Linked DNA regions of Canis lupus: region 1 is linked to region 2. A link is a contact called in public Hi-C data. All regions are on one chromosome and are shown on one strand. Each heading gives the region's core, a stretch centred on a gene start, on an enhancer-like site or on the middle of the called end of the contact. The rest is flanking DNA. Distances are from core to core; before and after follow the strand shown.

Region 1 (3,125 bases), core at 240-2,739, 36 kb after region 2:
TTTCTTTTCTTTTTAATATTGCATTTATTTATTTGAGAGAGAGTACAGAGAGAGAGAAAAAACACACAAGCAGGGGGAGGGGCAGAGGGAGAGGAAGAAACAGACTCCATGCTGAGCAGGGAGCAGAATGCAGGGCTCAATCCCAGGACTCAGATCAATCCCAGGACTCAAAGATCATGACCTGAGCCAAAAGCAGGCCCTTAACCAAGTGAGCCACCCAAGCACCCCCCAAGTACATTTTCTACAGAATGCATATCATTTCTACACCATGGTAAAAATGACAAATCCTAAGCAGAATTATGGCAAGTGGGGAGACCATCTGAATTGGAAATAATAATTTAGCATATAGGCTAGATTAATGTATAACAAATTGTTTATATGTTCTCGTGAAGAGATTGGGGGTAAATTTCATGTTTTATATTTCCATATTATTTGAATTCTTACCGCTGGCTGGCTCAGGTCATGATCCCAGGGCCCTGGGATCCAGTCCCACCTAAGGCTCCCTGCTCAGCGGGGAGCCTATTTCTTCCTCTCCCTCTCCCACTCCCAGTGCTTGTGCTCTTTCAGTCTCTCAGTCAAATAAATAAATAAAGTCATCAAAAAAGTTTTATCACAGTAAAAAATGCAATAGGTGGAGAGTGGGTGGGAGAAATCTGTTAAGTGGTTTGGCTTTTTTAGTAATAAATAAATAAATAAATAAATAAATAAATAAATGAAACAAAAACCAGTGTTGGAGGCCTAACATGTGCTTAAACTTCCCCCCAAAAAATCAGGACAAATAAAGAGATAAAAGGAAAAAACAAAAAGCAAAAAGCCCAAAATGGGCATTTAAAAAAAACAAACAAAAAGCCTTTCCATCATCCTGTCTTCCCTGCAGTGGGAAACAGCCCTAGACTGGGTTCTGCATCCTACTCGCTTAGCCCAATACCCGGCTGCACGTCGACCCTAAGTGTGCATGAGCGGAAGGCCTCTTCCCCAGGACCGAGGATGGGGACTTCCAGCGCGAACCCAAAATGCACAAAATCTACACTTTTCGTTAACAGGGTTTCTTCTTCTTCTTTTTTTTTTTAAGTTTATTATTATTATTATTTTTTAATTTATTTTTTATTGGTGTTCAATTTACTAACATACAGAATAACCCCCAGTGCTATTATTTTTTAAAAATTTCTTGGTTAACAAGGTTTCAAATCACATTGACACAGGTGGGCAAGGGATGGCTCCCCCCCCCTCCCCCACTGAGGACACCTTTCGGGGCTCGGAACTCCGGACCCTCCAGGTGTCAAGTCCAGGTCACGCCGTGACCCCCTCGCGCCCGCCGGCCTCACGCATGCGCCCTTGCCCCGCAGGGCCCAACGCTGCTCCCCAGTTCCTCCCGCAGCCGCGCCGCTCGCTCCCCGCTCCCCCCCGCCCCCCTGCACCGCCGCCGCCGCCGCCGCCGCCGCCCTGCTAATACAACTGTGCCTGAGGCGGAAGTGGGGGGGGCGGGGCCGCCGCGCGCCCCGCCCCGGAAGTGGGCGGGCCCAGCGGGCCCCACAGTCGTCCCGGCCGCCTCCCAGTCGGGTTGCGGCCGAGGCCGGTCCTGGCTTTGTAGCTCGCTCAAGATGGCGGCGCAGCCACCCAGCGGGATCCGCCTCAGCGCGGTGAGCAGCCGCGAGGGGTGGAGCGGGCCGTGTCCCAGGAGGGCGGGCAGGCGGGCAAGCGAGGGGGGGCCGAGTGGGCGGCGGCGGCTCGTCGGCGCGGCGGCTGGGGCCGCGGCGGGGCCGGGGGAAGGGGCGGCCATCGCGCTGCCGTCGGCGGAGCGGCTCGGCGGCGGGCAGGGCCGGGCTGCGCCCCGCGCCCTCCGCGCTCGGTTTCTGTTTTGCCCCCGCGGCTTCGGGGCGGGCCGGGGCCGCGGCCCCTCCTCCCGGCTCCTTCCTGGCTGCCGCGCAGCTGTCGTGGGAGGGCGAGGGCGAGGCCTCGGCGGCCGCGCCGCCCGCCGCCCGCCGCCCGGCCCGCGGGGGCCCCGACCCACCCGGCCTGCGGGCCCGCGGGGCTGCCCGGAGCGGGGAGCGCGAGCGGCGGGGCGCGGCCGGAGGCGCCGGGCGGCCTTGACCTCCGGGCGGCGCGGCGCGTTGCGGCGGCTCTTCCCCGCGCGTCCCCAGCGCCGCGCGCTGCCCTCCGGCGAGGCCCGGGCTCCCCCGTCGGGTCTGCCCCGGGGCGCCCTTGGAGGCCCCCCCGTCCCCCGCCCGCCTTCCTAGTGTGCACGAGTCTTAACGTCGCACTTCGAGGAGTTACAACCCCACCTCGGAAAACGTGGGCGTGGCCTTCGCACCTGATTATCCTTTAAGCAAGTTGCTGGCGGTTCATGCAGAAGTGCTGACCTCGTCTTCCTCCGGGGGTTCGGGGTTAACCCCGGAGCCCCCGCCGGAGAATCGTTAAAAATGGAACCATCCGGTGGGGATACCGTCGCTTTAAAAAATGGTGCATTGCCCTGTGACTTCTTCCACACCTGGTAGTGTTGTTGCACTTTTAGCCGTTTTCCTGTAGGATGAATGTGAAATGTGTCAGGGCGTATTTTTTGCATTTCCTTGGAAGTTATTCACATTTAACTCTTTTTTTTTTTTTTTTTTAATCTATTCGTGTCCTTTGCCCACTTTTTTCTATTTTCTCTTAGATCTTTATTGACCGATAAACCTTCTCTAAGCTGTACTGAATAAAGGTCCTTTGTTACATAACTGGCTTATTGAGTATTTAGTAGTTTGAATATAGAGGACAACTTTATTCTTTTCTTAACCGTTGGCTTTAAATACTGATGGTTCTCTTCCACGCTTGGGGGAGTCTGGGCCGATGTAATGCTTTCCAGGTAGCCTCAGGTATTGTAAAGTCTGACCTCATCTAAGGCAAAAATCTCTTTTATTCGGTTTAATGCCCAGGCGCCCCCCCCCCCCCCCCCCCCCCGTCCGATTGGGCCACACTCTGGACACCAGAGTCCTGGAGTAGGGAAAAGGAGTGAACAAACTGGTTTGGTCCTGTTTCTGCACTTGGATTCTCTGCTCCTTCACCTGGCCCCTCCAATGCTGCTGTCGGGTTCTTCAAGATATAGGTGATAAAGGGAGCAAAGATAAGGGTCCGAGCTGTGTTAAAAG
Region 2 (3,366 bases), core at 719-3,218:
CATTGGTGAATGATTGGATAAAGAAAACCAGATGTATCCACACAGTGGAGTATGGAATATTAGCCTTAGAAAGTTAATTCTGACACCTGCTACAACAATGGATGAACCTTGAAACCAGTCACAGAAGACAAAAATTATGTGATTCCAGTTACATGAGATCTTTAGAGTAGTCTGTTGTGAACATAGTTCCTACAGAATGTAGAGTGGTGGTTGCCAGAGAGAGGAGAGGGAACAGGAGTTACTGTCTTTTGGGACAGAGTTTCAGTTTGGAGATGAAAAGGCTCTGGAGATGGATGGTGGTGATGGTTGTACAACAATATGAATGTTAACGCCACATGAACTTAAAGCCATGGAACTAGACACTTAAAAATGGTTAAAATGGCAAATTTTAGGTATATTTTAAAGATGTATTTATTTTAGAGAGGGCATGAGCTGGGTAGGGAACATAAGGAGAGGAGACTCCCTGCTGAGTGCACAGCCCAATGTAGGGCTCAATCCCACGACCCTAAAATCATGACCTGAGCTGATACCAAGAGTCGGTCACTTAACCAACTGAGCCACCCAGGCGCCCCTTAAGTATATTTTACCATAATAAAAAGTCTTATAACAAATAAAAGGCATATAGCTTCGGGTATTAAGGTCATCGCACTGGGGACGGCAAACAAAAGCTGAACCTTGGAATCAGTGTTTTCAGCTATGTCTTACCCTATAAGTGGGAAAACTGGCCAAGAATTTCTTTAGCCATTTTTATAGCTGGTACATGGCACAGGGGAGCCTCTACAGACACGTCTGTGCTAAGAAGGCCTATTAGGGCTCCTCCCCAGCCAGTGTGTTCAGGGCCCTGGTCCTTTATCATTCCAGAAATGAAAATCAGCTACGTGCTTCAGTGGTAAGGGGTCCTAAATAGTGAAACTCCTACTGCCCTCAGTCAGCTCTCTTCTAATGGGGAAAAGAAGATAAGCCAGCCTAAAAATTAACACCATGAGGCCAGATTATGGAACTGCTGAAGCACAAGGAATCGGATGTAAAATGCACAGGGGTGACATCCATGGCATTTGTCGGGCCTCCCGCGAATGCCGGGTATAGTCTTGCTGCCTTCACTCTTGCACATAAAAATTAAAGTAGTCAACCCCGAAGAGAGGAGCAGGGGTGAAAGAGCCATCAGATTCTTGGTGACTTCACATTTTATAACCCTGAACAAGTCTCAAGTGTCAGGAAAGTGACCCTGCACACTGGTGGTCACTTCCTATGAGCAGAGCCGGAGTGAGCTGTCCGCCAGGAGGAGCCTCTGCGACAGGTTTTCTATGCACAGCAGACAGTTCTAGTTTTGTTCCTTCACATCACTTGAATTTCTACAAATATCTGCCACTCCTGGGCTGAAAAAACAAACACACACACACTAGATCTCATCTGGCTGGCTGGTTTTTGGCTGTTTGAGTAACAGAATTGTGTTTCACAACTCGTTTAATTAGCTCAACTTGTATAATTTCTACAAACAGCTTTTTATAAGCAAGGAAGGGGGAAAATTTTCAAAGCCAGTTTCTAAGTAGTTGCAGCCACTTGGGATTCAGGGAAGTTGTCTGGTCTGAGTTTAAGGGAATTCCTTGAGCTAAGAATTAAAAGTTTTTATCATCTGTTGTCTGTAGCCAATTGCACACCCTCATGAGGGTCAACAGGCCACCACCTTGTTTAGGGAAGTTCAGCTACGATGCCACATTTTCCCTGAATATTTATTAAAAGCCTGGTGTGGACTCTCCCGGGGAAGTCTGCTAAGAGGGACAGTCATGTTTGGGGACCTCATAGCATACGTTTGTTTTGTTATGCTGGGGGGGGTGGGGATGGGGTCATGGGTGTTACTGTATTTGAAAAGCTCAGGCTAAAACCCTTTGCTTTATGAGACAGTTTCATTTTCTCTTGTGATTCTTCTTCTAACTTCATTTCCTACCAACCTGGAGTAACTGGTTTCACTTTTGTTTTCAGAAAGCGCCCCTTGTGGATATCCCTGTGTTGCAGTTTTGCTACGCTTTCATCCAGAGGTAATGCAGCCCTTCCCAAAGGCTTCTCAATTAGAGATGCTCTTGCAGGGATTCCAAGCAGAACCCTGGTTGTACTTGACCCCTGGAGAAAATACCGTGACGGTGTCTTACTTTCCTCCTGAGGAGAGAGAATGCCCTGATGCTCTTACTTCTTTTGCAGAGATCTGATCTCACTTTGTCCCAGTGCTGTACGTTGAATGTTTTATGTTCAGTGTTGAACGTGTTGAAGACTTCTTTTAGAAAAAGGAAAAATGATTCTTTTGGGTGCTGTCCCCAGCACCTTCCCGTGGCTTCTGCTGGGGTGTCCTGAGCTTACTGGCACTTTTCTGGAGCCTCTGCTGCAGGAGGCAGTGAGGCAGAGCCCCCATGTGGTTCTCCACAGTAGAGAGGAAGCCTTCCTGGGCTCTTGGGTCTGACACGGGCACATCCAGGTGCAGCTCGCAGGCCTCCACCATCCAGGGCCGTCTCTGTTGCAGTAACTAGGGGCAGGTGGGGGGCAGAAGCCCCTTCTCAGGGAAGTCTCCAAATCCTCACGGGTGTGGAGTTACACAATCAGGCAATCTGACAACCAGGGACAAGCTCCTTGGTTAGCCCAGTTCCCATTTCATGCTTCTTCCAACTCCCCATGCCCTGAGGTTGCAGGAGGGTAGGTAGAGAGAGTCATAATCCCTGCAGTCCCTGGCTCTGGGCTCTAGTTTGGACCAGCTGTTGATGCTTCACCCACAAGCATCGCCCCAGTTCTTTTTCCAGGAGTTAAAGAGCTGATCACACATCTCTCCTGGTGAGAGCTGCCATGCATCGTGATGCTAGCAAGCGTCTGTTGCAGCGGTCTGAGTGACACGGGAGCTCTCGGAACAGCTGCACGTTAGGTTTTTACCCTCCTCCTCTTGCAGAGGAGGCACTGCCAGTGTCACTCAGGAGGCAGTACATCAAGCACCAGGACTTGAACCCGGGGCCCTCGGGCTGTGGCTAAGCCGCAGCATATTGTACTATGCGGGCCTCGTCTGGAAAGCTGCCCAGGATCAGCTTCCTGGTGGGGGACCTTGTGATGTGACCCAAGGACTGACTCCGGTACCAACAACACTGGGGAGGCCAGATATGCAAGCCAGACAGATCCAAGGGATCAGAAGCCCTCTGGTTTGAGGCCTTTCTCTGATAGACCGGAAACCAGGAGCATCTGACTTGTCAGCAGCAGGCTTTCTAGTCTCCAGGCTCCCAAGTTCTTGCCAGAATACAAAAATTTAGCTTGTGCATTATTTTAACTTAGAAAAGAACAAACAAGTTAGTCAGATATGCCATCTTCCCTCTGCTTTCCAACTGCCTGGATCTG

What was found. Hi-C and Micro-C count contacts between places; a contact is called where the count stands out from the background.
Region 1: a Hi-C map of blood shows a contact between it and region 2, with 5 times the contacts expected there. The contact joins the promoter of MORC3 here to the enhancer-like site in region 2. A contact is called at or near these places in 4 of 9 Hi-C or Micro-C datasets (amygdala, blood and liver).

Annotation. Positions count from the first base shown.
Region 1 is chr31:31,219,622-31,222,746 of UU_Cfam_GSD_1.0, forward strand. MORC3 (MORC family CW-type zinc finger protein 3) reads left to right here and starts at 1,490. Exons shown (of 17, transcript XM_038581448.1): 1 at 1,490-1,640. The coding sequence starts at 1,602.
Region 2 is chr31:31,183,628-31,186,993 of UU_Cfam_GSD_1.0, forward strand. DOP1B (protein dopey-2) reads left to right here. Exons shown (of 37, transcript XM_038581446.1): 24 at 1,981-2,036. Among named protein-coding and RNA genes, the nearest start is that of MORC3, 36 kb to the right of the region's middle. Within about 2 kb of position 1,969, at least 8 of the 20 cell types and tissues checked have an H3K27ac peak or open chromatin away from gene starts, as enhancers often do. A contact at or near this core is called in blood and liver, where this site is marked.